Regions from separate parts of the Arachis hypogaea genome. Here region 1 is linked to region 2. Evidence: chromatin contacts called from public Hi-C data. All regions are on one chromosome and are shown on one strand. Each heading gives the region's core, a stretch centred on a gene start, on an enhancer-like site or on the middle of the called end of the contact. The rest is flanking DNA. Distances are from core to core; before and after follow the strand shown. Region 1 holds the start of LOC112783931 (transcription factor TGA4). Region 2 holds the start of LOC112785602.

Region 1 (3,226 bases), core at 356-2,855, 180 kb after region 2:
CGGTCTCGTTTGTTGTAGGAGTAGTTTTGAACTCCATGATAAAAGTTGGTGCAAATTGAGTTATGAAATGTTGAAAAAGTGAGTTGAGGTTGAGTGTAGGGTAGTTTAGAAATTTTATTAAAAAATCAACAAAAAAAAAAGATTTGGATACTTTTGTCATACGGAACCCATCTTTCATGGGTACAGCGTTAATTTTCTTAGTTTATGGATACTTTTGTCAGTATTCGTAAACTTTATGGGTACTTTTGGTAGTTTTTCCTTAACTATATATAATGTTCAATTTATTTTAAGCTGGGTTAAAATAATTTTTGTTCAAGTAATTTTTTTTTAAATATGAGCTATAATTAATTGAAGACTTTATTTTATGAAATTTGGATTAACAATATGATCTTACTTGTAATTAAGTCCAATAATTTGAATTGATTCATGTTTTGAGCCGTGCATATCTATTAGATCCATTAGCTTTCAACTCATAAAGATTTTCATTTAGAAGGTTTTCTTGAGTAAATAAAAAAAAAATACACATGAAAAAATTTTAGATTACAAAAATATACATGACAAGATCAAAATTTTAATATATATTTTTATGATCTTAAAATTTGTTATGTGTACTTTTTATTCATTTATTCATTTTTGTATATATCAACCCCGACTTAAAGCATTGTGAGCAAAATATGAGAAAATATAAGAAAGCCGCTAGTGGTGAGGATGTTGCGGTGGCCGGAAAATGTGGTGACGGCGGTGGTAGGGAAACTTAAAAGAGGGTGGTGATTGGTGAATTGTGACGGGGTGATCCACCTGGTGCGCACATTAGTGCTTGGTAGTGGAAACATGACCATGACTGCGATACCTTCTTCCCTCCCTCAAATTCTTTTTGACTCTCTGTTCCTCAACACTCCCATTCACTTACACCCACAGCACCCCCCACAAAATTAATATTTGCAACTACATCCTACAACACAAACTCTACATTTTTATTTATTTATTTTACTTTTCTTTATTCAAGCCACCAAAATAAGAATATATTCTAAATTTAACAAACACTTATAAAAAGAAAAATATTTATAAACTAGAGTTTAAAATATTTATAAATTAGAGTTTAATTTTTATGTATTGAATAATGTAAAACATTGCAATTATAACCATTCTCTTGATGGACTATTCACACAATTAATATAAAAAATAGTTATTTTTATTAATATAATGTTATGTGATTAAATACATTTGTAAAATAATTATGGGGAGTATTAAGTAAACAATAACTATCTTGAACAATATGAATAACCACTAATCAAATAAAAATATACTACACTCTAATTTAATGCTACTAATTAAATTTAAAATTAATTTATTTTTTCAACCTTATTAATTCATATTGTTCATGTTCAAAAATATTATTAATTACCTATACTTTTTCAATAATTATATACCGCAAGTGTATTAAAATTAAATTCTAATAAATTAGATAGTAAAAGAAGTTACAAGGGAACAATTATGTTAACTATTAGAATCCTCAGCAAAAATAATTCTATTTTATATTAATTAAATAAATTAAATAAATAATTTTTTAAAGAAATAAATATGATTGGACAAATAATGTAAAACATTTTATACAAAATCATAAAAATAATAATGGTGGGCTTCATCTTCCATTTTGATGAATAAAAAATTGGGCATTGTGAAAGGCGTCGTCTTCTCAACGCAATGATGGAAGGTTTATGGTTATGAATGAGTCATGAGTACTTTCTTTCTGCTGCTTCTTCATTTCAACAAAGCTACCTTTCTATAACTCTTAGGTTCGGCTTTTATTATTATTAGCCCCTTTTTTGTTAATTTTAATTCTAATTTTCCTTTTTTTAATATAGTACTCAATAAATAATTATCCTAATCCATATAAGTGCTGTGGAAAACGAGGAAGCCACTGAAGTGAGTACGGATCACACACTGTTTTGTAGTTTATGACATAAGAAGCATAGAGAGAGAGAGATGCTTTTGTCTTTTGTTTTTGAACTAAGCTTGCTTTTGTTTCTTGTCTTTGCTACAATTTCGAGTTCTTCTAGGATTACCGGTACTTTCTTTCTTCTCCCAGTTAGTTATTGCTACTTCTTTTGGTGTTGCCCTTTGGGAAAAGGAAAAGGGTATAGTTTAGGATTTGGTTTTTCATGTGTCCTTTATATGTAAGCCTTTAACATCTTTTTTGGTTTGTTTTGGAAAAGAAAAGATAGTACTGTGGAATCTTTTGCATAGGGTGGTGTTGTTTTTGTGGCTATGATGAAGGAAGAAAAAAACTAAAAGCTTGGATTAATATAATTGGTTAAACAGAATTATGAATTATGCAGTGTTTGTGTTTGTGTTATTGTCTGGTTTTCTTATTTTGCTTGAAATTGGATTGATAATTAAGTTATTTAAAGGGTTCCTATGAATCTTCTGCTACCCTTTTCTATGTTGGTTTTGGTCCCTTCACCCTCCTACTACTATTACTATGATATTGGAAGAGGCATGTGCATGTGTGAATCCCAGTTCTATTTTTATTTTTTAATTTTATTTCTTCTTAATCGTAAATATCTTTCTTCTTCATCATGGTCAATAGTGGCTCTTTTAGTCTTTAAGCTAAATAACTTATTCTTGTCAGCACCATCTTCTGTTTCTTGTTAAAGTGTTTTGGTCTTTTCAGCTGATAGCTTTTTGCAGTCTTATTTTGAAAGACACATAATTGGTAACTTTTGAGCAACTTTTCAAGCAAACATTTGAGTAGTATTTCAAAAGAGTTTGGTTTAATGTGTTTTAAATGATCACTATTTCTATAAAGGCATCTATCCTTTTGCATTCGCTTTTCTTGTGTGTAACTTGTATAGTAATGAATTGGTTATATTATATAAACAGAAGATTATTTTGATCTTAACAATCATATTCACTGATTTTCATTGAATGGTTACTTGATGATGTCATCTCTTGAAGGCATATGTATACATTATAACTTGTGGTTATTAGTGCAAGATTGATTGAGCATTAATGTTTTCTTTTTCCTTGGCAGCAGTTTGATATACATGTATGTGTTGAATGCTGAACACTGACTGAATTTCTGTGCCGATTAGTCCGTAGAGCATGAATTCACCATCGACGCAGTTCGTTTCCTCGAGAAGGATGGGTGTGTATGATCCTATCCAGCAGATCAATATGTGGGGAGATAGCCTCAAAAGTAATGTCAATTTAAGTGCATCCATTC
Region 2 (3,332 bases), core at 486-2,985:
ATAAGAGGGCTTTTATGTTTGGAGCGTTAAAGAAAGGATACAATTCTCTTTTATTTTTTTTTTATCTCGTGTCGTGAACATATGATCAAGTTATGATAATTGTTGTTCACTTGTTCAGGTTTAATTCTAGGAGATAACCAAAACAAAAACAAGATTAATGTTAGTAGGATGACAAAGAGCACATCAAAGAATATTTACTGTTAACTTTTTGGGTTAACAAAGGGCATATAAAACCCCAAAATTAAACAAGAATGTTAGACAAGAAAAAAATTAGATCGAGATAATCTCAGTTAGTTACGAGAAAGAAAAGACTACTTTTTTTTTTTGTTGACAAAGAAAAGACTACTTGATCAAATATAGCTCTATTTCTGAAAAAATAAATAAATAAAAAATAGAAGCAGCAAAACTATTAAAATTTAATACTGTCTAGTCTAAAAAAATTTAGGTATAGTAAGATGATGTTTTATGAATGTTATTGGATCTAGTTTGCAATTCATGATTACCGAGTATCACATAAATGAGAGTTAATACTTAAAATGGCTCTTGGAATTTGACCCGACTCAATTTAGTCCTCAAGGTTTCAATTGACTCTAATTGTACCTTGAAATTTTGATCCGCGCCTCAATTTGACCCTTCTGTCGCTTTCCGTCACCGAAGAGCTGACCTGGCAATTTTGGTTGTCATTTGGCACGTCGTTTAACTCTTGGCGCCCAAATTGTTTAGAAACGACGTCGTGTGACATGAGAAAGGGGTAAACCCAAACGTTAACCAACTCAAAATGAAATCCTCAATTGACCCTTCTTCTTCCTCCTCCTCCCTTCGTATACGTACCCTCAGAGAAGAACCATGGGTATCGCTGTAACTAAAGCTTGAAGCTTTTCTTACTTGTTTTGCCCCTAATTGTGAAGACTAATTGTGAAGACTAATTGCCTGAGAATCACCATCTTTTCAAAATGTTACATGAGGTTTGTTTTTCATTTTTTTCGCTCTATTTCATGAGGTTTGTTTTTTATTTTTTTCGCTCTATTAACCTAATGGAGGAGAAGCAGACACACCCAAAATTGTTGCTATTGCTTCTGGTGCATATCATAATCTTGCTCTTGCAGGTTTTGTAACAGTGTAACTCTTCACACCTACTCAATTTTCTTTTATTTATTATTTTTCTTTTTTTTTTGAAGTTAATTAATTTTGATACATTAAGAGTAATATCTGACTTTTTTAAGTATATGTTTAATTAATTTGATCAAAAGAGGAACAATTGAACCCTTTTTCTTTATAAGCTTATATAAGGGAATAAGGAATATATGATAAATTGTTATGTCAGTCAAGACATTAGAATGATTTTTAATGATATGTTGTCAGACTCTTGCTGCATTATTGGCTGCATTTTAAAATTACATGTAAGGCTACTTTTTGAGCACTAATAGTTGCTAACATCAACTATATGAAATTAATATGGAGAAAAATATTTGAGACAATATAACAAATTTTATGCATCTTCTTAATTGCATTGCAAGTGTAATGGTGTGAATAAATATGTCAAATTTTTACCTTTTTTATGTCTTTTGGGTCTCAGAGTAAACATTGATAAGTGCTAATAAGGGAAGAAGAATTCAGTCTCTCTCTCTTCAAAAATGGATCAATTACTATACCCTACTTTTGCAAGAGTGAATATCATGTAGATGTCTTTGGAATTTTGTGCTGATATAGATATGTAGCACCATAAGTACTAGGTATGGATGGTCAACTTGGCACTAACAGAGAGGACACACCTGATGAAAATTCTATTGGTGGAGTTTATAACCTAGCACCCCACCTATTGAATAAGTTTCCCGAATTGCACTCACTTGAAGGAAAAGGATCAATTAAGGTACAATAAGAAACATGAATTTCATCCTAAAACATAAAACATCGTGAGAATGTCTTAATGTGTTTTTTGCCCATTTAATTTTAGCAGATACATGCTGCCAAAGCAGGAGAAAAGATGTCTATGGTTATTGATAATCGTGACACCTTCTGGATGTGGAGAAACTACCCACAAGAAAGCAAAGGTGAATTCTCTCTTCTAAGTAGTTTCATTCCAATGCCAATACTGGCCTTTCATGGCCTTAATGTTGCCAAGGTTGCATGTGGAAATGAGTATATTGTAGCATTGGTTAGTACCGAAGAATCAAACAATGGTGAAGATTTGGTTTGCTACTCTTACGGTTTTAACAACCATGGCCAGTTAGGATTGGGGAATAGGGAGAACATGGCACATCCAGAAGTTGTGAAAACATTTGATGAGGAGTCCCCTTGGACAATTTATGACATAGCATGTGATGCTGCTCACACTGCCTTGCTCACTCGCAAAAAGAAATCTACCGAGTTGGAAAGCAAGTACTGGACTTTTGGCCTTGGGGATAATGGCCAACTCGGGCATGGAACAACCCAAAGCGCATTATTTCCTACCCCTGTTCAAGACTTGCCGCAAGATATATCTCTTATTGGTATCGATTGCGGCTTGTTTTATACAAGTGTGGTTTCCTCATCAGGGGATGTGTTGTCATGGGGAATGGAGAAGGGTCTTGGCTTATGCCCTGATGTTGGTTGTGGTTCATCAGATTCAAGTGATGCCCTCTCACCCTTGCGTAAACTGTGTGTTTCATACCAACCTAAGTTTCCAGATCCGGTTCAAGTTGCATGTGGAGCTGCACATGCTGTTATTGTTGTGCGGGATGGATATAATGTGTGGTCTTGGGGTAGGGGGCGATGTGGAGTTCTTGGAACCGGTAACGAATTGGATTGTTATACCCCCTACCAAGGTGCGGTGGTCTCTAGTGACAGAAAATTCAGAGGAAGAGGAATCAAAGAGCTCCCAAACCATCGAAGAATAGGACGCAACCCAGAACCACACCAATGGAGAACCTTCCCACCTCTGTCACGGTATGTGTTCTTAACCCAATCACCATACGAATGAGCTCTACTAGAGCTACTTGAACTTTGACTGTTGCTCCCCAACATCCTTCTCAACTCTTGGAGAGACTCTTGCAATTTAGAGAAATTGGGGTTGCTAGGTTTTATTTGAAATTTTTAGGGGTTAAATTGATGCTTTCAAATATTTTTCCACATCATCTAACTGCTTTGGTGCTAGGTATCAACCAAAATTGTTAGATAAGCTTTTCGATGATGGAAAATGACGGAAAGGCTAAATTGAGATACAGGCCAAAATTTCAGGGTACAATTAGAGTCAATTGAAATTTTAAGGGTTAAATTGAGTCAGGAGTCAAATTTTAGGAGTCATTTTGAGTATTAACTCCATAAATGAAGACTAAGGGAGTTTGGTGGTGTGA

Evidence for each region. Hi-C and Micro-C count contacts between places; a contact is called where the count stands out from the background.
Region 1: a Hi-C map of leaf shows a contact between it and region 2, with 4 times the contacts expected there. The contact joins the promoter of LOC112783931 here to the promoter of LOC112785602 in region 2. A contact is called at or near these places in 3 of 8 Hi-C or Micro-C datasets (leaf and an unstated tissue).

Annotation. Positions count from the first base shown.
Region 1 is chr20:23,832,178-23,835,403 of arahy.Tifrunner.gnm2.J5K5, forward strand. It overlaps LOC112783931 (transcription factor TGA4), which reads left to right and starts at 1,606. Exons shown (of 9, transcript XM_025827011.3): 1 at 1,606-1,796; 2 at 3,038-3,226. The coding sequence starts at 3,106.
Region 2 is chr20:23,654,157-23,657,488 of arahy.Tifrunner.gnm2.J5K5, forward strand. It overlaps LOC112785602, which reads left to right and starts at 1,736. Exons shown (of 5, transcript XM_072230989.1): 1 at 1,736-1,870; 2 at 1,958-2,804. The coding sequence starts at 1,736.